Linked DNA regions of Mus musculus: all the other regions are linked to region 1. Evidence: chromatin contacts called from public HiChIP or PLAC-seq and promoter capture Hi-C data. All regions are on one chromosome and are shown on one strand. Each heading gives the region's core, a stretch centred on a gene start, on an enhancer-like site or on the middle of the called end of the contact. The rest is flanking DNA. Distances are from core to core; before and after follow the strand shown. Region 1 holds the start of Rrn3 (RRN3 RNA polymerase I transcription factor homolog (yeast)). Region 2 holds the start of Snn (stannin). Region 3 holds the start of Txndc11 (thioredoxin domain containing 11). Region 4 holds the start of Zc3h7a (zinc finger CCCH type containing 7 A). Region 5 holds the start of Rsl1d1 (ribosomal L1 domain containing 1). Region 6 holds the start of Dnm1l (dynamin 1-like). Region 7 holds the start of Litaf (LPS-induced TN factor).

Region 1 (3,129 bases), core at 400-2,899:
TATTTTTAGGCTATGTAGGAGCTCAACTAGACCTGTTTTCCTGGTGTGGATAAGGTCCTAGTTCCAATCCCCACCACTGAGAAACCTAAATAAACGTACACACAAATGCTAAAGTTCATCTTATTCTCTTTACTGTCTTGGGGGGGGGGTTGTACTCAGGAGGAGGAACCCAAAGTCTTGATAATTTGCTCTTCGGTTTAATGCCTTTTAAACTCTGACTAAGCAAAGTCAAACCCCACCTCCTCGTACCTTTTTGTATTTCAGTAAGACTTCTGTCACAGTTCCGCCAAACCGAACAGTTTTTTTCGGAGGAGAATTGAAGAAATCGCTCTCTAACGCGAGCATATCGGAAAGCCTGAAGAACCAGGAAGACCAGTTATCAAATTCATGACAGAGAATGACGGCAGGGAGCATGGCTGAGCCAACATCATTTTGTGTGATGAGGCTTAAGTTTCTCAAATGATATCCCTCCTTCCAACCTTCTCTCCCAGGAAGCCACTCTTCCCTCAGTAAATCTGTCTCAGAAGCTGTGGCAGAATCCAACCTAGGCTACATAATGAGATCTTATTAAGAGTAAGGGAAGGAAAAGAAACTCCATATTCCCACATTAACCCTGTAAGATCCTGTTTAACCAGCCACCTTTCCTAACCCTGATCTCATGATACAATCATTTGTTAAAAGCGTGATGTCCTTTCTATTCCTCAAATTTGTCAAGCTGATTCCCATTTCACCTGCTACTCGCTGTTAGAAACACTCTTCCCAAGGTTGGAGTTCAAATGTCAGAGGCCCTCTCCACCAGAACCTCATACACTCACGCTTTATCCTGGAACGTTGTAGTTCTTCATAGCATTTACTGATACCTGAAACTATCTTATCCATGTATTGCCGCCGCCCCCCCACCCCACTGCCCCGCCTCCGGCTCTGCTGGGTATGGGTTAGTGTCTGGATAAGCTGCTGTCCCCAGTGCCTTAACACAGAGTATACACACTTTATTAACAATTGTCAGTACTATGCTAAGTGCTTTACAAGGTTTACTTCGTTTAAACAAGAGAATCAGACAAAATCTAAAGGTTAGATTCCAAATGTTTTATAGGGATAGGTATTTTAAAATGTTGGGCAAAAAGGACTGCTTATATAATATACGGTTCCACTATGCTACTGCTTGCTTCTACAGAAACAAATTTCAAACAAAATTTTTGGAATTCGATAGGTCACCAGTGACAGCTTTCCCCTAGATATCCAAAACCCTGGAAATGCCGCCCATGTCTTGGCCAAGAGAGGGAAGAGGAAAGGCACGGAAGATTAGCCTAGAGTCCCACAAGGGTGCCCCAAGAGTGAGTGGGAAACAATGGAACAGACAAGGCTCGCCCGGGCAGAGGGGACCCGAGGGAACCAGAGGCTCCTGCGTGCCCGAGCCGAGCCCGCACGCCCGGCCCCCTCGGCACATGCGGAGAGCTCTCAGCGGGCTCGAGCCCCGCACCCGCAGGCGGAGGCCGCCCGGATCTTACCCAGTCCGCGACGCACTCAGCGTGGCAGAGGCCGCTGCCGTCACATCGCCCGACAAGCGCGTGTGAAGCAGCGGGGCCGCCATTCGGCCTGAACTGAGCGAACGCCCGGCCTTGCGCCGGAAGCCACGACCTACCCGCCCCGGAAGTGGCGCTGCAGAAGGCAGCCCCTTGCGGGACGCGGCCCACGTGAGCAGAGCGTAAGGATCGCAGCAAGAAGGCGGGTAGGCTTGCGTCTGACCTTAACCGGCCTGAAGCTTTCCTAGAAATAGGCTGGCACAGCTTGGCGGGGCAATCGGTGGCCGCATTCCTCAGAAACTCCTTCAAAAAGAAGCTTGTCTTAGAGGCGTGTGCACGTGACCTTGGCGCTCAGGAGGTGGAGGCGGGAGGATAAAAGGAGTTCAAAGCGGGTTTCCTTCTGGGAAGTGAGTGGAGGAGGAAGGTCAGCTGGGTGCTTTCTCTGCCTCTCTGACCTAGCAGGCTTGCACCCCAGCATCTGGCCCCTGAGTCTTCATTGGTAAAATCGAACGGCTGGGATTTTTTTGGTTTTCAAACAACATGTTGGCTCTCTTAACTTTTGGCAAGACTCCGAGGGACACTGAGAGATCACTCCTGCTGAGGACAACCTGAGAAGCCATCAGATTTGGTCCCGTGCATCAAGCCAGAAGCAGCCACAGGGATGGCTGTGTTTCTCATGACCCCACACAAGAAGACCACCATCTTCACTGAGGCCAAGGAGTCAAGCTTGGTGTTGGCACTCAAGCGCATCATTGAGGGCATCATGAAGAGGCCTCCTGAGGAGAGCTGCTGTTCAAGGACAACCAGCTCCTTGATGAGAAAACTCTGGGGGAATGTGGCTTCACTAGTCAGGTAGCAAAGCCACAGGCCCCAGCCACAGTGGGCCTGGCCTTCAGAGCAGAAGATGCCTTTGAAGGCCTGCCTATCTACCCCAATTCTTGTCCTCCAGAACTTCCAGGTGTGATGAAGGATTCTGGAAATAGTGCTAAGGAACAAGTTGTACAGTGAGGGCCCCAGGCCCACCTCCTAGAGATCCATTCCTCCCCCACCACCACCACCACCAAAAAAAGGGAGTTCAAAGCCAATGGGTAACTATTAGGACCTGGGTTACTCAGGTAAAGAGCCCGGTTTAATGTTAGTAATACAGGCACTGGAGAGGTGGAAATAGAAGGATCCTGTATATCATTTTAGACACATTTTCACACCTTACTCTGTGTGAAACACATATTACACAGTGACCTAGCCAGAAGTGTGGAGACTGGTAAAAAGCCAGAGGGGAGAGTTGGACCGATGTTACCATGGGTAAGAGAACCCAGGCTGGGGAGCTGGGCATGATGGTACATACCTTTAATCTCAGCACAAACAGGCAGATCTCTGAATCTGAGGCTAGTTTATTTAGACTATCGCGTAAGTTCCAGAACAGCCAAGGCAATACAAAAAGAGCTTGTCTTGAAAACAACAAAAGAGGATCCAGGTTCACAACTGTTTCTAACTGCAGTCCCCAGTCCCAGGGCTTCTTAAACCTCTGTGAGCACAGCAGGGACACACAGATGTACAAAAAAACCCACCCAAACACATAAAATAAATCTTAAGACAGTTTTAGAGA
Region 2 (3,108 bases), core at 213-2,712, 2.7 Mb after region 1:
TGCTTGGTCAAACCCCAAAGGCACCATCACCGAGGGCTTCTGCCATCCAAGAGCTTAGATGGAGGACCAACAGCAACAGGAAAGAAAAGGGAACATCTATCATGGCTGTGCCCATTGTCCTCTCCCCTCCCCTTCCTCCTCCAGAAGAGAAATCTGCTCCAGATGCCACCCTACTCCCAGTTCTTATGCCAGGAAAGGAAACTAAGACTAAGAAGTTTGGGAACTGCCCGAGGTGAGCTGCAATCTCATAGTCCAAGCCTGAATTCTGCCCCCACTCGTCAGGGTCCCATCTGGCCATACAACTCTGGCGGTGATATAATAGTCGATGCTGAAAAGTTCCTTGATGCCACACTTTTGAGCTCCAACATCTCATGTGGATCTCTCCAAAACTTCTGCATCAAAACAATCCTAGAACCGAATGACTGCTCTTCCTACTTGACAAATAATCTGTAGCTTAGAGAAGTTAACTCGGTCCCCAAGGTCACACAGTTTAAAAAGTGGAGGTGCAGATACCCAGGAAGCCCCGATCCTAAATAACCGATTTCAAACCTGATTCTAAAACGTCATATGTCTGACCTGTCTTCTTTCTCCTGAAAGCTGAGCACAATGAGTCTGTGTTTGACCCCTCCTTAGGAGATAGTCTAGGTGACCTGGGTCGAGAGGACTGGACACTAATGACAAGCGTCCCAGCAGCTCCCGCGTGCTGAGCGCGGGCGGTGTGCAGGCGCGGTGCCAGGCGACGCCGCGTCTCTCCCACTCTATCGAAGGAGCAAGGCGAGGCGCTAGGGAAGTAGGGGCCTGTTCAGGGGGCGACAGCTGAGGAGGAAACGACAGCTGAAGACAAATCAAGTCCGCCTGACCCCAGTTTTTTTCCCTGGGGGGGGGGTCCCAGAGACCCATTCAAGCCCACGCCGCGCAATCACTGCCGACCCGACCTGGGACCAAACGCTGCGGCTCAGCCTCAGTCTCCCCACCAATGAAACGAGCGCCAGATTTTCCCTGGGCCCCCGTTCCCCTCGATCCCATCTTGACCACGCTGGGGCGCTGCCAGGAACCCCGTCAATGCGGAGTGAGTGTTCCGGGCAGCCCGGAGGATCCGCGCAGGACATAGAACCGTGGGTCACGGAGAGGGGCAGATGCCCAGCCAAGCAGCCTCCGCCCCCCGCTACCTCCTTTGTCCCAATCCCGCGGCGGAGGACAAAGAGCCCCCGCCCGCGCGCGGCATCTGCCGCGCCGACCCGCCAGCGCCGCACCCCGATCCATCCGGCGCGTCCCTTCCCCCTACCCGCCTGCTCTGCCCATCCCTGCTGACCATGTCGCGGCCCGCAGTCCTGTGCAATTAGCCAGCAGCAGCCCCGCCGCCCCGGCTCCGCCTGCGCGCCAGCCGGGTCGGCCGCGGAGCCCTCGCCAGACGCCAGAGCCCGATCAGCAGGGGGCGAGGTGCTTGGGCTCCGCCCTGATTGGGGGCGGGGCGCTCTGGTGCGACCAACTGGAGATCGCGCTGGGACGGCGGGGCGGAGCGGAGCGGGCTGGGTGGAGTCACGTGCGCTCTGGGCCCGGAGGCGCACAATGGGCAGAGGGAGTGTAAGCAAGGGGGTGGGTAGTGTTTCTCAGCTGGCGGCTCCCGGAGCTGGGGCAGAGAAGGCGGGAGGCCAGGCTTCCTTGAGCGCTTATTGGGTGCCGGCAGTACTGGGCCTGCGCCTGGCGTCCTCTTTCTTCGAGGGTCAACCCAACGACAGAGGGGAAACTGAGGCGCACAGCGGTAAGAGTGTGATACACCGCCCGGAGATTACAGGCAGAGACGAATGATTTTCTTTCCTTTTCTCATCTTTTCTTTTCTCTTCTTTTCTTCCTTCCTTTTTTCCCCTTCAATTCCATCATTATCCTTTCATCTATCCACCCTTCTGCACTGATCATGTATCTTGCTGCGCCCTTGAGCCACTAGCCAGACAAACCAGGTCCTGTCCTCAGGGATGCGGACTCAATAACCTCTTAGTTAAGCCTTCACCAAGTGCCGTACTCTGTTCAGTCCACTCAACAACATCAAAAGAACGCCAAATAAAAACATACCGACCCATTTGACATGAGGAACTCAACACTCCAGAAGACTTAAAATACTCTGATGTGCTGTCCTGGAGGCAGGATTTGAAGCTAGACACAACTGGCTAGGAACACAAAGGTGCTAATTGGTGTACTGACTGCCCCCCAAAAAGAGTCTGAGAGAGGATGGGACACTCCGTGATGGCCACCAGGAACTCCACAAAGAGTTTGAAGACCTCTGAGGCCCAAGGTACTTGGGAAGCCAGGAAGAAATAACTTGGTTGGGGCAGATAAGACTGGGATATCCCCCTGGGAGCTGGGAAGCTAGGGACTGCTAACTTTCTTAAGGTCCTGCACACAAGCTGAAGTGTGGGAACTCCCTCACTTCACCTCAGCAGAGTGATTCCCCTCCATACCTCTCATCCTTTGGCCCATGTCATTTCTTTTATCTTAAACGTTCTTCCACACCATCTTTCAGATCTCAGCTTCACACCCTTGCTCTCTTTCCCAGTCAATGGACTTTCATGTCCATTGGGAAATCGTGTTTTCTAAGGGCATCTCATTAGCTTTCAGTCTCCGTTTCAGGACTAAGACTGAATCGTTCACTGGTGAGCCTACAGAACAGTCAGTACACAGTAGGCTCTTTATAAGATATAATGAATGAATAGTAAGATGGCAAGGCTGTCTCTGCTGCTGAAGGACTGGGCTGAGGAAGTAAGCTGGCTTTGGTGTAGAGAGGCAGAAGGAAGCAGGGCTCTGGGCCAGCTGCCGTAGAGCCTAGAGCCTGATGGCTCTGAACAGCTCCTGTTCACAGACCTGCCCATCGCTGTGCGTCCTCAGAGCTCCTGCCTCTCATTAGTGGTCTAGGCCTGGAATAGGTAGGTCCAGAACTCCAGAGCTGGGGCTGGCAGGGAGATAAACACGAGCAGGTATATATATGACTGAGGGGAGGACGTGGGGAGAGGTGAGCAGCATACCACAGAAATGACTTCAAATCTAGCCTTGCCTACTGGAGGGCTAACCTAACCTCTGTGTCTCACTTTTCCTCATCTGAAAAATGGGGTCATC
Region 3 (3,389 bases), core at 323-2,822, 2.6 Mb after region 1:
GGCACATGTTAGGACTTGGTTATCTCCATTGGGTGGTTTTGTTAAAATAATCTTACAATTTTATGTGTACAACATTATAACCAGTGCCCATGGAGGTCCGATCCCCTAGCACTAGAGCTATAAACTTTTATGAGCCTCGTGTGGATGCTGGGAATTGAACACTGGTCTTCTAGAACAACCAGTGCTCTTTTAATCACTGAGCAATCTCTCCAGCCCCACATAGGAAACATTTGATCTAGATTATTTTGCCCTCCCTACCAACTTTACAAAAAGATTTTATTTTTAATTATATGTGTGTGTACCTTGGAGGACATCAGATTACCTGAAGTATGAGGTAGTTCACTACCTGTAATTTAGAACCAAACTTGGGTTTTCTGCAACAGCAGTATTCTTACTACTGAGCCTTGTCTCCAGCCCCAACCAAAACTTTATTTTGAAATAGGGCCTTGCTAAATTTCATAGTCTGGCCTTGAAAACTCTATGCAGTCCTGGTACAAGTGGTCCTCTGGTTTTCTCGAGTGGTTGGGACCACAGTTGTGTGCCACTAAGCCTGGTTTAAAAAATTATACACAACTCATATAAACCTAATTTTGGGAGGAAAAATGAAGATAATTCACCCTGTATCTTAGGCTGGCCTTGCATTCTTATTGCTTGGAGGCGTGAGGCAGACAATGTCCTGACTCCAATACTTTCCAAACTTTAATCACGTCTGCTATGTTTCTGTGGATTTGCCCATCAAGCATGGGTCATAGAAATGGGATTACACAATATACATCCATCCTTTTACTTAGAGCTGGGTTCTTTTGTTGAATGTAATTACCACTTATCAGTACTTGTCTCAAGGTTTCTACTGTTGTAATAAACACATGAACAAAAGCTACTTGGGGAGGGAAGGGTTTGTTTTGGTTACACTTTACCATCATTGAAGGAAGTCAAGGTAGAATCCTGCAAGCAGAAACTGAAGCAGAAGGCATGCAGCGTTATTACTACCCCATTACAGAGCAGCCCGGTCTCCGTTTTATTACTGTGTCCTCCAGTCCTTCTCGCCTCTGCACGAGGCCTCCCCGCCCCACTTTCTGAAAAGCAGAGATAACAAACTGCACCCATGTCCTGAAGGGTCTGTCAACAGTGTTGACGCACTAGCGACAATCTGAGCCCTAACAGTACCCGGAAGGGCCGACCAACGGAAGGACTCGCTAAGGAGACACCACCAACTAGCTTCCGGACGCGAGGATGTAGCGTCAGCGCAGTGAATGAAGGACAAGGTCTAGCTTGAGTGACTGCAAGCCTGCGCAGAGTCGCTACAAGAGAGGCGGGACCGGTGGAAGGCTGACGCGGCCGCGAGTGCTGCGAGCACCCGCGCAGACTCCATGGGCTCGAGGGCGTGGCCCCCAAAGGGCGTGGCTTCGCGGGAAGCCGGCATTCGCGCAGGCTCCGAGTCGGAGGGCGGGGCATCTCTGAAGTGTGGCTGACGTGGAGAGTCCGGGTTAGTGAGCGCCGCTGGCTGCGAGGTCCGGGAGTGACGTGCGGGGCCGGGTCCCCGGGCCCGAGGTGGCGGCAGCGACGGTATAAAGCCGGCCACGGGGAGCATGTAATGTCGGAATGCGGAGGCCGCGGCGGCGGCGGCGGGAACAACAGCGAGGACGCCGAGGACGAGGGTGGCGGCCCCAAGGGCTCAGGCTCCCTCAGCCCTGCCGGGGCGGCGGCGTCCTTGGAGGGCCGGATCCGCCGCGGCTTGCGCGGCGCCTCGCTTATGGCGCGCCAGCGGCCAGAGCTGCTGTGCGGGGCCGTGGCTCTCGGCTGCGCCCTGCTCTTCGCCCTCAAGTTCACTTGCAGGTGAGGCTGCCGGGACTCAGGCTCCGCGGCCAGAGCTATGCCACCCCGGCTGCGCGGGGCCAGCTCGGGGCCTCCGGGGTCGAGGGTTGTTTGTCTTCCTCGGGGAAGTCGAGCCTGACCTTGCCTGCGACCACAGGCTTGACCTTCCCGGCGGCCGCGGTCCCCCACTCTCCTAGTTCGGCGTGGAGGCGTTTCCAGGGTGCTGCTCTATATCAATTATGTACCGAGGGCGTTTGGCCCTGTTTCTGAGCTGCTTCTCACCTGTTGGGGTCTCTCGGGGTGCACATGTCAATTCTTGCTCAGGCTATAATGCTCAGTTTTAATTCATTCCATTTTCCTTAATGCTTGCAGTGTGATGATTCACAAGCCATTTAGGGGTCTTAGTCGCTTTTGGGAATCCAGGCAAGCCTTTGATATACTGACAGTGCACGTTTGTACTGAGCACCCGTTAATGCTGAAGACAAAAATCCCCGTTCCCTGGAGTTCTCATTGAAGTGATGATATACAATAAACAAACACTTCAGAGACCTTAATAAGTGCTATGCAGGGAATAGAAGGATGAGGTTGGGTAGGGCAGAAAGGGCCTTCATAGGAAAATGGCATTAGCCACTTACACAAGGAAAGGAAGGGGCAGAGGTGGAAGAGCTGGGGTAAGAGCTATTACAAAACAGTTAAGTGCAAAGATCTGGAGTCTGAGCAAGCTTGGTCTTTTTGTGAAACTTGGAAAAGGCCTGAGTAGGCTGGAGTTTAGGAAGAATGGAAGCTAATGTGCATCTTTTCAGAAAATTGTGTAGATAGATACAAAGTTTATATTTCAATTATACTCCTTGCCTCAGATCATCAGTATATCATTTGACATTGCAGTTTATAAAATCTGTTATCACTTGACATATCCTCTTGGCACTTCTGTCCAGAGGGAGATTTATGTGGGCACAGATTGAGTGTAATGAACACAATATGAGATCCCTGAGGTCAAGATGGGCCAAAAATTAGGAGTTTTAGGGGGAAGAGACTCGTTTTTTTAGTGTTTGCAATGTGTTAGGTGCTATGCTAAAGTGTTTAAAGCCAACTAAAAGTGTTTGTCACCACACCTGGCCTGGAGTTTGAATCTTGAGCAACTAGACTGGTACTGTCTTTATAAGGAAAATACAGAAAGTATTTTACAAGGTGGAATGTTGCAACCTGTCATTTGGATTCATATTAACAGTCCTTTTCCCACGTCAAGGAATTGATTTACTTCAGTTTGCCCAGCTGTGAAAACAGTGCTCAGTGTTTGATCTGAGACACGTGACTTGGTGGGTGACCTCTGAGAGAAGATTGAAGAGTTTAAATCAGTCTGAGGAGCTGTCAGGATGAGCTCCTCAACTGCTTTTGGCTGGGAGAGAGAGCCTGCAGCCTCACTTCCTCAAGCATCTTTCTATGGTGCTGGCAATGGGACAGCCCTTTTAATAAACTCAGATGAATTTTTAAGGACTTTGTTTGATAGGATGGTGTTAAGATATTATGGTACAACTGACCCTGACATCTTTGTTGCTCTTTCCTTAAGATCTTTA
Region 4 (3,184 bases), core at 582-3,081, 2.6 Mb after region 1:
GGCCGGGGACTTCCCCACTAGTATAGAAGACAAAGAAGCAGAGACCCTTACAACACACAGTATTCTTCAAGGCTAGAGAAGGTTCATCCATGCTCAGCCCTTCTTTTCCTTTGCTCCCTACAGTACATATAATGATGGGTTCCCAGATATATCTACTCTCTATCACCAGCAACTTGTGATTATTGCTACCTTGCCTGGAAAATCACTGGGAATCTCCAGGTGGGATCCAGGACCTCCTTGTTTCAAATGCAATCACCAGGGCCCTTTGAGGGACAACTGAAAGCAAAGACCCAGAGAAGGTGTGGCAAGGAGACCTCATTTAGAGGAAAATACTGGCTCTGGAGATGACAGGCATGACCTACGAGTCCAGGAGGCCTCTAGGAGCTAAAAAGAGGCAAGAGCTCAACACTAGTTTCCAGAAGGGACAAGCCTCGTCAGCACCTGGACATCACCAGTGAAACACCTGCTGCAGACTCTGGTCCTTTAGAACTCTTAAGTTTATGTTGTTTCAAGGCAACAAAAATGTAGGCCATTGGTACAGGAACAACAGGAAGTCCATACATTCTCATCAAGTTTCACTTTGTACTGGCCCAGTACTGACGACTTCCTGAGCTTACAGTAGCACTCTGGGTCCAGACAGAGTGCATCTCAGTGTCTTCCTTCTAATGTAAACTTTTCCCTCTGTCCCCAGTGGTCCTGGACCTGGGTATTTCTTGCTTCATAGCCAAAGAAGACCTGGAACTCCTATCCCCCCCCCCCCACCCCCATGTACTGCTATGACAAGGGTACCCCACCATATCCAGTTTATTTGGTGCTGGAAATCAAACTCAAGGCTAGGCAAGCACTTTGACAACTAAGTTACATCCTCAACCCCTTTCACTTTTCTGCTTGTCCTTTCTATATATCCGCCCAACGGCATGAAGAAACTTTCTAAAACTGCAAATTAGACCTTGTAATTTCCATCTCAGACACTGAATTCCAAATTTCATGCAGTGGCTCATCCTCTTTGAGCTTTCTACACACACACTTTGTCTTCCCTGTCCCTCAGCAACTTAGGCTCAGGATCTTTCCCACTGCCTGGAAGCACTCTCCCTTCTACTGCCCTGACTTGGAGCACTTTTCACATCTCCAGTCGCAGGGACTCAGCCTTACATTGTTCTGTCTGGGGTAATGTACACCTGACCACTGAAACACCGGTGAATACAGCGACATATAAGTTGAGATGAAGGCCAGGGAGAACAAGAGCTTGTGTTGGCTCTGAGATCCGTCCCTACATTCATTTGCAAAAATACCGCATTTTGTTTTCAAGATGATAAAAACAGTGACTGCGAGTAGGATAGGGAATTGAGGACAAGTTCCGAAGTGACGCTCCGGCGTCCGAATGAGTTTAGGTCACCTCCCTGTTCAACGCGGGTCCCTATGCCTGTCATTCATTTGAAAGGACACGACTGTATGGCTGTTTTCAGGGTGACGGTAACAGTATCGGAATGCAAAGCAGGACGCTCAGGATAAGTTACTGCAGAGAACAGATTCCGAAGGAAGTGACACCCTGGTGCCCAGATGAATCTAGGTCTCCTTCCAGTCCTACTTTGGTATCCAAGCGGTGTGGGAGAGGGCGATGATGCTGGGCTCAAGAGCTTGCGGTCTCTCACCCCCTTCCGTGTGGCCGCCCAGGGTTCCGCCTATCGCCGCCGCTTCCGCAGCCCCGAGGCCCCGACGTGGCGCCTCCAACCCCGGGCTGACACTGGCAACGCAGCCAATGGTAGCGTTTGCGGGGCGGCGCGCGAGGCCTCCCGCCGCCAGAGGGCGCCGCCCCGAGCGTCGCGGGCTGGCAGCTGCGGTGGGTCGCCCAGGGAAGCTGCGAGACTGTGAGAGCTCTTGAGCCGGTGAACGCACATCCCGCTGTCGCCTCCGCACTCCGCGCCCCTCGGCTCCTGGGTGCCGCCCCGCAGGTGAGGGAAGGGGACGCGCGGGCGTCGCGGGCAGGGTCGCGCTCTTCCAATCGCGTGCGTGCGCCGCGTCGCTTCGTGAGCACGCGCGGCCGTTAACGGACTTCAGGCGGGGGAGGGGCGCGGACCCCCGAACCGGCTGCACGGGCTCCTCGGGAGTCGTAATCCGGGCACGCGCGGCGGCCCCTGCCACCTGGACTGCCTGGCCGACATCCACGCACTAGCTTTTGGTGGTTTAGCATTTCGTTATTCCTGGGTGCTGGGTGATCGCGGGGCGTCCGTGTTAGTAAGTGTCTCGGTTTGGGGACGCTCGCGACGCCAGCTGAGTGCGCGCTCGCCGGTGTCGGGTTCGCCCCTTGCGGGTGTTATGCGCGGCCCACCCCGCGTATGGGTGGCGACTGGCTTCCGGTGTTCGGCCGGGGTTCGGAGACTGTACGAGGGTTCTCGGTTTTCCTTTCCCCACCCTTAAAGAATGGAGACCTGTCAGTTCCCATTAGCGGGAATTTCCGGTTAGGGGTAGTCAGCGCAGGGGTGTGGTCAGGTTGGAAGGTCCTAGCTGGGCCCAAGGGGTGGTGCCTGCGCTCTGACTGGGTGAATTTATTCCGGGGTTGGGCGTTTTTTGGGTCCCCAGATGTTAAGGGATCAAAGAGGGTCATAGTGTTAGGTATTTAAGACCAAGAGGGTCTGGTGTAGACCTGCGCTGTCCGATGGTAATGTGGCCACTGGTAAAGTGGGGTGGTCGAGCACTGGAATGTGGCAAGAATTGAGATTCACTTTTGGTTTCAATTTGTTTGTTTGTTTGTATGTTTGTTTCGAGACAGAATTTCTCTGTTTAGCCTTGGCTGCCCTGGAACTTACTTTGTAGACCAGGCTGGACTTGAGCTTAGAGATCTGCTTTCCCCTACCTCCCGAATGCTGTGATTTAAAAGCCGTGCCACCACCGCCCCACTCCGGTTTCAGTTTTAAAGTCTGATTTGAAAGATTTCGTTTGGGAGGAAGAAAAAGAACGAAAAAGATCTCCTTGGTAAACTCCTATGCTTAAATCAGCCAGTGTTTAGCAAGCAGTGTGTTATATACTTGAGGTGATACCTGTTGTGGCTACGTTAGAATTAAAACAATCTGTCCAGTTTCTTTTTACTATTTTAGTATGGCCACTTCGTAATTTAAAATGGCACGTACCGCCGGTATCGTATTTCGATTGGACAATGCTCTACTGGACTGGGGGAGGGGCTGGG
Region 5 (3,529 bases), core at 704-3,203, 2.6 Mb after region 1:
TGGCTGCCCACGTAGTCTCACAGCATAGCATCTGGCTTCCCTCTCTCTAGGGAGGGCCACCTTACAAATGAGTGAATGAGAGGGAGTTGTAAAGACAAAAATTACACGCCTAACAGTAATCATAAGTCTAATTTCAGAAATGACACTGAGATGAGAGTATTGTTCTGTAGCCCAGAATGTAAGTGAAGTTTGGTAACTAGGCCCCCTGTCAGTTTTAAAAGCCTATTTCTTCAATTTTGCAATTCTTTGGCTCTAGACACTTACTGTTTCCAATCGCCTCAAGGATCTATCATCTGAATTCATGGAATTTCCTTGGCTCAAAAGTCTGGTGCTTGGGGCTGGAGAGATGGTGTCAAGAGTACTGCTTGCTCTTCCAGAAGACTACAGTTTGATTCTCAGCATTCGCACGGTGGTTTCCAACCATCTGTAATTCTAGTTCTAAGAGGATCTACACTAGCACTTCCCACATGTGGTGTACAGATACACAGGCAAGTAAAACATATACATAAAATAAAAAAGCCCTACTCCCAGCACTGGGAGGCAGAGGCAGGCAGATTCCTGTGAGCTAAAGGTCAGCCTGGCCTACAAAGTGAGATCCAGGGCAGCCAGGGCTGTTACACAGAGAAACCCTGTCTCGAAAAACCAAAAACGTCTGGTTCTCAAACTTGAATACAGGCAAGAGAACACCTAAGACCACCAATGCTCTTTGGAGTGTGTTAGCCTGCATACCTCAAGCCCAGTGTAGCAAGTCACTGCAATATGTTAAAAGTCCATCTTATACTAGATTCTAAATAGCCAAGTAGAAGCAGGTGCCAAGGACTTGTATTCTACAAGTTAAATTAGGACAAGGTCCTCCCTCAACAGACACTAGCAGAGCATGGTCCCTTCACAGGAGCACTTTTGGAAGACATCTGACAATGGAGAGCATTTTATTCCCACACAGCTAGCTGAACCTGTCACTATCCTTAACATTCACATAAAAATTTCTAAATAAATTATGTAACTGTGCCGGTACAAGGTGGGGGCAGGGGACTCGCTCACTCTTGTAAATCTAGCATCTGAGACGTAGAGGAGGAGGCTCACTCGGGTAACCCTGGGTGATATAGGAAGAGTTTGACTTAAGTGGGGGCGTATTGGTGGATGCTTTTAATCCTAGCACTCTGAAACCTGAAGCAGGAGGATCTCAGTGAGTTCGAGGTCAGACCTGTCTATATAGAGTTCCAGAATAGCCAGAATTGCCATAATAGAGACCCTGTCTCAATAATAGAGACCCTGTCTCAATAATACTCTGTCTCAATAGAGGCTCTGTCTCGAACTAATCGAAAATAAAAACTGGTGGTACTATTGAGAGCTCCCTGAACTGACTGAGAACAACCTCGAATACGGGGTATTGGGCACGGTCACCACAGTGGGCATGCTTGGCAACTACTCATAGGACGTTCTGGCGTATTCTCTCCTACACTAAAGTTATCCCTTCACACTCACGCAAGGTCTTACCTGGGCCGAAGCTCCTGAGAGACCGACTCATTTTTTCGTTTCTCGCGCAGCATCCCGCGCCTAGCGTTGGCAGTTTCTCTTTATTTCCTGGGAATACCACCAATTTGGGGAAACCGACGCCTGAAGCCAGAAAGGAATGGAGGAGCCACGGCTTCCCGCTCTGCAGAAGACAGCACGGGATTGAAGAGAGGGCTTTAGTCTCTCCTTAGGGCGCTCGCTCGGTGTCCTCCGGAAGGAGCGACAGGGTTTTTCAGGCCTGCAGCCTTAGAAAGAGTCGGAGGCAAAGGAGATGCTGCCGCTAGAATAACTCTGGGCACAGTCTACGACCGCAACACCATCTACCCAAGAGGGCGGGCCCAACATCTAATTTCGCGCCTCGCCGGAAATGACGTGATACCCCTCCCCCTCGCAGTGTTACTGACTGCTTTCCGGTTCCGGGCCTCCGGGCTGCGCATGAGCTCTGACTTCTACAGGCCTTCCACACGAGGCGACATGAAGGGCTCTGCGTCCGAATCTCCCAGTGCCTCGGTCGCTGAGGCGACCACCACCGACGTGCAAGTGACCCCGACCGCTCTTTTACAGCTGGACAGAGAGCAGGCGAGTGGCTTTTGGGGACGACGATTCGGGAAGCAGGGTGGTTAGGACCCGCGTTCGGCGCAGGGTGTGGGGCGAGAGGCTGGAAATGAAGTGGGCCCGCGACCGCGTGGGCTCTCCGGAGCTCGAGGCTGGCCTCTGGGAACGCACCCAGCGGGCTCGCTCTTCTCACACTTCTGGCCTGTTTGCCTCCTGTGGAAAGCGGGCTTCTGCGCTCGGTTCTGCAGCATCACAGGTCATGTGTCCGTGCACAAAGTGTTGGTAGCAGGGCCAACGCGCCTTTCCTGACCGCTTCCTTTCTCATAGAGGGCAGGAGAAGCTTCCGAATAGTCCTCTTACGTAGAAAGGACAACCTGTAAACAGATTTTGGAAGCAAGTCCTTAGATGTTTTAGACGGGTTCTTACATTGCAATGGGTACAAATTGTAATATCCCGATACGCTGATGAAATTTGCCCAATAGAAAGAGGAGCGCCAGGCTTTGTGGCGCACGCCTTTAATCCCAGCACACGGGAGACAGGCGAATCTTTTGAATTCGACGCCAGCCTGGACTAAGTATTCCAGGTTGGCCAGAGCTATATAGGAAAACCCTCTCTTGAAACGCCCCCCGCCCCCCAAAGGAGCAAAGGAAGCAGATATGTCTGTGTGGGAGCAATTAACATAGATTGAGAAAATTAACTTATTCTCTGTCTCTGCAGATTAGAAAGGCAGTGGAAGTAATATCTAATCGCTCAAAGTCCAAAAAAAACAATAATGAATTGCTGTTGAGTGGGAGCGAAAATTTATTTTTAATGGTGATATTATGGAAAATTCCAGAGAAAGAACTTCGGGTCAAAGTGTAAGTAATTATTTATCTCTTGAGAGTTGTTTGGTTGGATTTTTTTGTTTTTTGGCTGTTTTTTTTTTTTAACATTTATTTATTTTATGTATGTGAGTATACTGTTGCTGTCTTCAAACACACCAGAAGAGGGCATCAGACCTCATTACAGATGGTTGTGAGCCACCATGTGGTTGCTAGGAATTGAACACAGGATCTCTGGAAGGGCAGTCAGTGCTCTTAACCGCTGAGCCATCTCTCCAGCCGCCCACCCCCTTTAATTTTTAAAACTCAGAGTGTGAGTGTAAGAATGTGGGCCACATGTGTCCAGTGCTTGCAGAAGCCAAAAGAGGATGTCAGACCACCTAGACTGCAGAGATAAGAGGTTGTGAGCAGCCCAGTGTTGGTACAGGTGACAGAAATCAGATCTCCTGGGAAAGCAGCAAGTGCTCTTAACTGCTGAGTGTGTACAATCCTGCATTTGGTCTCTCTAGCCCAATATTTTCTCTTTTAGAGCCAGAAGTGGCAGAGGCAGGCAGATCTCTTGAATTCGAGGCCAGCCCTATCTTCAGAGCGTATTCTAAGACAGAGAAACAATGACATGAAAACAAATAACTAAAAAT
Region 6 (3,195 bases), core at 384-2,883, 2.6 Mb before region 1:
AAAGATAATTTGAGTAGGAACATATACCATACCAATCTATGACATGTTGGCTTTGGTAATATGTATGTATATCAATTTTACCAAACTAGCTCTTAGCACACAGTAAAAGACAAAGGAAAATCAAGTATAAATGCATCATTTTTCCTAGGGTACTTTATTTATCTCTGGCTAGGCTGGAGCTCACTATGGAGACAATAGAGCTGACTCTTGCCTCTGCCTTCTCAGTCTGAGGTTACATATATGCTGCTGCACTTGGTTTTGGATTCTGAAATCTTTGTTTTTAAAAGACAAAAGGGAAGGTCACAACATTTGCCAAGATGTCCAAAAATCACTTCTGGATCTTCAGAGTCTTTCATTTATGTGTTTTTCAAAACTTATTAACCAGCCACCATCTGTGTTCTGAACAGTAAAGCCTGTCTCCTATGGCATATGTTGCAGGTGAATGGTAAGTAACCCCTCCAGTTATACAATCCACAACTTTGTGACTATGAGTGCTCATGGCTATCATGAATAGATAGCAACAAGTTTTGCTTGGCTTTTCACTCCTCTCAGGCTGGGGAGTTTGTGGCTCTGAGTTACTGTTTTATTTATGTTTAACAGTCTTAAAATCCAGTATATTGTGATTATTTTGGTACCCTCATTACCCTCTGATATTCCCCCTTCCTTTCTAGGACTCCTTCTTCCCACCTATTAGTCCTAGTGGGTATACTAATAGAAAAAGCTAATCCCCAACTCCAGCAAACATTCACAGTTACTGCTCCTTTAGAAAGAATGGAGCTTCATGGGCACCTCCTGTTTCTATGATAGATAGCTGGAGGGCCCAATCTTGTGCAGGTATATAGTGCTATGTATTCAGGCTACAACTACAGCTTTGTAAGTAGATGACAGCTGCTCAATCCTTGGTTTCTTATATTCTTTCTGCCTTCATTTCTGCATTGTACCTTAAGTCGTAGTTGGTGTGTGTGATACGAATGTCTAGTTCTAAGGGCTTATCATTCACTCTCAGAACTTTGACCAGATAAACTCTCTTGGTGGGTAGGCTGGAGCGGTAGAAATGTCTGGAGACATTCTTTTAAGTTTTCCTATAGTTTCCTTGATTGCTCTTCATAAAGTAGTACTTCTCATAAGGAAATGACATTGGTTAATTAATAGACTCTATCCCTATTTTGGAAGGGGGGGGGGGTTCGAGACAGGGTTTCTCTGTGTAGCCCTGGCTGTCCTGGAACTCATTCTGTAGACCAGGCTAGCCTCGAACTCAGAAATTCGCCTGCCTCTGCCTCCCAAGTGCTGGGATAAAGGCATGCGCCATCACTGCCCGGCGACTCTATCCCTTCTTATAAACACAGGATTTCACTATGTAGTACAGACCTTGTTAACCTTTTGTCTAAGTCTTCCATGGTTGTCCATAAAATTGGTGTGTCCCAACTCCTGGAGGCATACTCATACATAACACTCTAACAATCATTATTCATCTAGCTGTTAGCTAGCATTTTGACTATAGTAGACTCAGATTCACGGTCTCAGCTTCCTTACCCGCCCAGTTCAGGTCGATACCTGAAACCTTCTAGAATAGGCCTTCGCGTTCCACTCAGCCTGAACTACATCTCCCGGCAGCCTTTGCGCGCCCACCTCTGTCGTGGCGCGTGGCCTGCCGGGAGCGGGCTGGGTGCTGGCCCGGCCCAATGGGTGCGGGCTCCCGAGGAAAGGGCGGAGGAGAAGAGGAAGCAAGCGGGCTGTGGGTCGAGTCCCCATTCATTGCAGTGGCCTGCTGGGTTGGGGGTCCAGTGTTTCGGGGGTCATGGAGGCGCTGATCCCGGTCATCAATAAGCTGCAGGACGTCTTCAACACAGTGGGTGCGGACATCATCCAGCTGCCTCAGATCGTCGTAGTGGGAACGCAGGTAAGATGAGGCCGCGATTGCGAGGCCTGGCTCGGCCGCAGGCCTGCAGGTGTCGCCAGGAGGAGGCCGGCAGCTCGGCGCTCCGCTCTGCTCCCGGGCGCTCAGCGGGACTGAGTGGCCCTGCAGCCTACAGCCCGGCGCGGCTTGGCCCAAGGGCACTCGGGGGACGCGCGGGCGGGCGTGTGGGCGGCTGTCGCTTCCTTCCGGCCGCTGAGGACGCGACGGACTCAGGAGTTGCTGTGAGCAGACAGGCAGCAAGCTAGTGGTGAGTCGGTGGCCCACGGAGCTATTACAAAGTAAAAATAAGATTAAAAGAAAATCCCGGGTGTAGTTGGAGGCCTAAAGTTAGGAAGGAGCACCATGACTTTGGTGTTTGTAATTTTGTTACTGTGACCCAAATTTGGTATAAGGTTCTCAGGCCTTATGTGGGGTATTGGCGATAAGTCCAAATTTTGTATGAAAGAATGTTGAATAGATATCTAGAATAGCAGAGATATGTGAGTTTCATTTTTTAAAAAAATGCCTGCTTTGAACTGAAGAGGAGCAACAGAACTTTAGGGGAGGAGGGCGTTTTTTGTTGGTTTTGTTTGTTTTAATGTTTGTGAGTACGCCGTCGCTGTCTTCAGACACACCAAAAGAGGGCATCAGATCCCATTATGGATGGTTGTGAGCCACCATGCCACCATGTGGTTGCTGGGAATTGACTTCTGGAAGACCATTCAGTGCCTCTATCCTCCTGGGGAGAATTGTTTTGTTTTGTTTTTGTTTTTGTTTTTTTTTGGGGGGGGGGCGTCGAGACAGGGTTTCTCTGTATAGCCCTGGCTGTCCTGGAACTCACTTTGGCCAGGCTGGCCTCGAACTCAGAAATCCGCCTGCCTCAACCTCCCGAGTGCAGGGATTAAAGGCGTGTGCCACTACACCTGGCGAGAATTGTTTTTGAGATGAGCCCTACTCTGTACTTCAAGCTGGCTAAGAATTTACCTTGTTACCTGAATTGGCTGAAACTCATAGCACTCCCCCTGCTTCAGCTCCCTTGACTGAAAAACTACCATGCCCAGAATTTTTTTTTTTTTTAATTTTTATGATGTGAGTGTTTTCCCTGGTGCTGGTTAGAAGAAAGTATATGATCCCCGAAACTGGAGTTACAAATGATTGTGAGATGCCATGTGGGTGCTGGAAACCAGGTCCTCTAAAAGAGCAGCCTTTGCTCTTAACCTCCAAGCCATCTCCCCAGCCCCTTTATAAACATACTTTTAGGTGCTCCCATTTGTTAATATTCTTTTCTTCTGAGGTGA
Region 7 (3,208 bases), core at 197-2,696, 2.8 Mb after region 1:
GGGAGAGCTTGAACCCAGTCTGTATCCCAACTACTCGTCCCATACCACACATTAAGCATTTGAGGTACCCATGTTTGGGGAAACCCTAGGAACAGCATGTGAGGAATACAATGGATAAGCCTCACCCAGGGAAAAGCAATTACATGACCATAATATGGTATTTCCTTTGCCAGGTGTGCTCCATTATACTTTTTGGTATAGAATCTCAATTGAACCAAGGCTCTCCAGTTCTGTAGTCTGGCTGCCAGCAAACAACAGGGATCTTCCTATCTCTCCCATCCCAGCACCGAAATTACAGAGGAGGATTTAGGAGGCAGGGCCTATCTGCTAAGGGTGGCCATTGAAGGTTAACTCTATTCCTTGTCTCTGATCACTCCCTCTTCTCCAGCCTGGTCTACTGTAATGTGAGTAGCATCGGCATAGCTTCAGCTGCCATAATCTCAACAGCTTTGCCAAATCTTTCCCACGGAGATGGACTGAAACCCTCTCACACTGTGACCCAAAATAAACCTTTTCTTCCTGCAGCCTTTTCTGTCTGCTACTGTGCTCACATTAAAGCAAGGGGATAAAATGTAAGCCATGCATGGTAACATACACTTTTAGCCTCAGCACTAAGGAGACAGAAGCAAGCAGATCTCTGTGAATTCAAGGCCGGGTGGGGCTACACAGTGAAACACTACTGTGAGCTTGTGTGCGCTCACGTGTGCGTGCACCCCCCCACCCCCCCCACACATGTACGTTGTAAGAATGTTTTTTTTTTTTTGTATGTGTGGGATGAGTTGAGACAGGGTCTCATTGTGTATCTGAGGTTGGCTTCAAACTTCCTATGTCTCTCAGATTAGCCACATTTTTTTTGAGAAACTGTTCAGCCGTAAAATGTGCTGGGCTTGTGGCACTATACTCATTTATGGGCCGCTGGGTATGAACCCTGTTTTCATGCATGCTAATGTTAGCCCTCTAACAGCTGAACTGCAGTCTGGCTAGTTTTTGTTTTTTTGAGACTGGTCTCACTATAAAGCCTTAGCTTGCCTGGAACTGTTTTAGATCAGGCCGATCTTGAATATACGCCTCTACCCTCAGTACTGTTCATCATATAATTTTATTCAAATTATAAACTTTCATCAGCTACATAACATACAAATGTTGTCTCCCATTCTGTAGGTTGTCTTTATGCCTTGACTTTGGTGGAGGTGTAGTTGTGGCTGTTAGAAACAAAGAATAATCTCTCCCCTCCCTCTCCCAGGCCTCGCGGCTCCAGAGTCCGCCTCCCGCCCGACCTTTTGGCCCCGCCTCCGCGCGCCCCGCCTCTCGCCAGCCCACTCAGGTCGTAGCTTCATCCCTACTCCTCCTGCCTCAAGGCTGTTACTCCTCCCCTCCTAGACCCCACCCCATCTGGCCCTTTCCAGCAAGCCACGCCCCGAAACATCTCCGCCCCCGGCTCGCCCTGCCTCCCCGGAGCCCTCCCGGCCCGCGCGCGCGGCCAGAGCAGACCTCCCGGCTCGACTGGCGGCGCGGGCAGCGGTGAGTGCGGCCCTGCTGGGTGCCCGGTGGGGAACACCAGATTCGGGGCGCTGGGCACGGGGCGGCAACAGAGGCGAGGGTCGGGCTTTGCCACCTGCCTAGAGTCCCGGGGCACCGCGCTCTCCTTGGGGGGCGAGCAGGGATGTCGTGGGACCCGGGGTGGCGCGCTCTGGGCGGGATTGAGGGCGAGGGGTCCCAGCAGTGCGGTTGTGTTTGGTTCTCAGTCTCGGACTACCCAGCTTCCGTCCGAACCTCACCAAATGATGCCCCTCGGGCTTATAGGAAAAGGCGCGACTTTCTCTAGTAACCTTTAGTATCTAAGTTGCGATTTGGAGAACGCCCCTGTGTGTACTCTGAAAGCAAAAGCGAATAGAGAAAAAGTAGAGTAACTTTCCAGATGCTCTTTAGCTGTTCCGGGCCCACGCGTCTTTTGCTCTTATCCCTGTGAGTTTCACACGGGTTCCCAGACCGGTGCGAGCGTATCGGAGAGCAGGGGAACTTCAGGATCGCGGAGTCTAGAGCCCAGGCGAAGGAGGACGTGACCCCCGCCTGTCCTGCCAGCCCAGTTCTTACTTCCCAGTGGTTTCCAGGTCCGTGTGGGTCTAGACGGTGCTTTTGATCGTCATTCGGTATCGTGCCCCCAGCTTTCCGTTGAGGTTTAAGAGGAAGAGGTGAGGAGAGCATGGGTGTGTTTTAGAAAGGGTCGTTTGGACATTCCCTACCTAATACTTTGTCGGGTTTGTGCTTCCGGAGAGTGAAGCTGATGTCATTCTCTGTTGGACTGAGCGGTAGTCATTGGGAAATAGTTTGTGGAAGTCACGGGGCTCTCTAAGCTCATCCCCTTTTTGCTGTTTTGAGACGGTCTTAGATAGTCCAGGCTAGCATCCCAACTCCATATGTAGCTGAGGCTGGTCCTGGACTTTTCTGCCTCCACAGTGTTGAAATTACAGGGTTGTGCCACTGAGCCGCTCCTCCAGCCTTTTCTGAATTAAACCGTCCTCCCCTGAGTGAGCTGAAGCTGGTTCAGGGACTCCTGGACTCCATATTGGAGTCCTTTGAAGGAAAATCATTTCTACCACTAGGTGCTTGCCTCCTCTTCTGCCCTCCGCTCCAGCCTTCTCAGATTGGCTCTTTTAAAGTAGAACTAATGCAGAGAGAAAGGAGCTGAGTGGTATCACTAATTCCTCCAGCGATTGGCTTTATCAGTTGGATCAGGATCCAGAGGGTGTGTCGCTTGCCTTGCCTGACCTAGAATAACACCCATACTTCATCTTCTCAGCCAATCCTTGTTCTGCCTTCTAAAGGTGTTCAGGCCAGCTCAGAAATATTTGTTGTAGATCTACTTACTGTGGGAGAGGCCCATTGTCCTCCTTCCTATTCCACTAAAGGCATTAATAATGAATGGTTTTATTCCTGCCTGAAAAAATATCCTTATGATAGTTTACTGAATCAAGTGACACAGTGATTGGTATCAGATCCACCCAGTGTCTTGAGTCTCTAAGATACTAGACTCCCTAGATAGTAGCTCCCTTCCTTTGGCGGATACATTCCTTTGTCCATCAATACTTTTATGGCCTGGCCGTAGGAGGGGAAAGGGCTACCCCTTGTCCTTTGAAAATGCTGAAAAAATGGCTCCTGGCCCTAAGTGGCTTATGCTATGGGCGAAAAGCAGGCGTGCTGTTGAAAA

What was found. Promoter capture Hi-C pulls out the DNA fragments that hold promoters and counts their contacts. HiChIP or PLAC-seq counts read pairs in DNA pulled down with a chosen protein or histone mark.
Region 2: a contact with region 1 is called in a promoter capture Hi-C map of liver, with 4 times the contacts expected there. The contact joins the promoter of Snn here to the promoter of Rrn3 in region 1. A contact is called at or near these places in 1 of 39 promoter capture datasets (liver) and 1 of 115 datasets of contacts at active chromatin or transcription factors (astrocytes).
Region 3: a contact with region 1 is called in a promoter capture Hi-C map of liver, with 6 times the contacts expected there. The contact joins the promoter of Txndc11 here to the promoter of Rrn3 in region 1. A contact is called at or near these places in 6 of 39 promoter capture datasets (the 3T3-L1 cell line, 3T3-L1-derived adipocytes, hippocampal neurons and 2 more) and 1 of 115 datasets of contacts at active chromatin or transcription factors (astrocytes).
Region 4: a contact with region 1 is called in a promoter capture Hi-C map of liver, with 5 times the contacts expected there. The contact joins the promoter of Zc3h7a here to the promoter of Rrn3 in region 1. A contact is called at or near these places in 14 of 39 promoter capture datasets (the 3T3-L1 cell line, 3T3-L1-derived adipocytes, the C10 cell line and 9 more), 2 of 115 datasets of contacts at active chromatin or transcription factors (astrocytes and embryonic stem cells) and 1 of 9 other capture datasets (adipose tissue).
Region 5: a contact with region 1 is called in a promoter capture Hi-C map of hippocampal neurons, with 4 times the contacts expected there. The contact joins the promoter of Rsl1d1 here to the promoter of Rrn3 in region 1. A contact is called at or near these places in 6 of 39 promoter capture datasets (the C10 cell line, cranial neural crest, frontonasal cranial neural crest and 3 more), 1 of 484 Hi-C or Micro-C datasets (B cells) and 3 of 115 datasets of contacts at active chromatin or transcription factors (astrocytes, embryonic forebrain and embryonic stem cells).
Region 6: a promoter capture Hi-C map of liver shows a contact between it and region 1, with 4 times the contacts expected there. The contact joins the promoter of Dnm1l here to the promoter of Rrn3 in region 1. A contact is called at or near these places in 1 of 39 promoter capture datasets (liver) and 1 of 115 datasets of contacts at active chromatin or transcription factors (astrocytes).
Region 7: a contact with region 1 is called in an H3K27ac HiChIP or PLAC-seq map of extraembryonic endoderm stem cells, with 14 times the contacts expected there. The contact joins the promoter of Litaf here to the promoter of Rrn3 in region 1. A contact is called at or near these places in 1 of 39 promoter capture datasets (pre-B cells) and 1 of 115 datasets of contacts at active chromatin or transcription factors (extraembryonic endoderm stem cells).

The regions. Positions count from the first base shown.
Region 1 is chr16:13,779,219-13,782,347 of GRCm38.p6, reverse strand. It overlaps Rrn3 (RRN3 RNA polymerase I transcription factor homolog (yeast)), which reads right to left and starts at 1,649. Exons shown (of 18, transcript NM_001039521.1): 1 at 1,509-1,649; 2 at 250-355. The coding sequence starts at 1,591. It also overlaps the pseudogene Gm6354.
Region 2 is chr16:11,064,652-11,067,759 of GRCm38.p6, reverse strand. Snn (stannin) reads right to left here and starts at 1,462. Exons shown (of 2, transcript NM_009223.3): 1 at 1,313-1,462. Gm9861 (a long non-coding RNA gene) reads left to right here and starts at 1,492. Exons shown (of 2, transcript XR_003951968.1): 1 at 1,492-1,762.
Region 3 is chr16:11,132,715-11,136,103 of GRCm38.p6, reverse strand. Txndc11 (thioredoxin domain containing 11) reads left to right here and starts at 1,572. Exons shown (of 12, transcript NM_029582.2): 1 at 1,572-1,836. The coding sequence starts at 1,595.
Region 4 is chr16:11,174,988-11,178,171 of GRCm38.p6, reverse strand. Zc3h7a (zinc finger CCCH type containing 7 A) reads left to right here and starts at 1,831. Exons shown (of 23, transcript NM_145931.3): 1 at 1,831-1,952.
Region 5 is chr16:11,201,716-11,205,244 of GRCm38.p6, reverse strand. It overlaps Rsl1d1 (ribosomal L1 domain containing 1), which reads left to right and starts at 1,953. Exons shown (of 9, transcript NM_025546.2): 1 at 1,953-2,094; 2 at 2,788-2,927. The coding sequence starts at 1,990. 2610020C07Rik (RIKEN cDNA 2610020C07 gene) reads right to left here and starts at 1,862. Exons shown (of 3, transcript NR_038156.1): 1 at 1,498-1,862.
Region 6 is chr16:16,357,469-16,360,663 of GRCm38.p6, reverse strand. Dnm1l (dynamin 1-like) reads left to right here and starts at 1,633. Exons shown (of 21, transcript NM_001360008.1): 1 at 1,633-1,900. The coding sequence starts at 1,799.
Region 7 is chr16:10,991,359-10,994,566 of GRCm38.p6, reverse strand. It overlaps Litaf (LPS-induced TN factor), which reads left to right and starts at 1,446. Exons shown (of 4, transcript NM_019980.2): 1 at 1,446-1,521.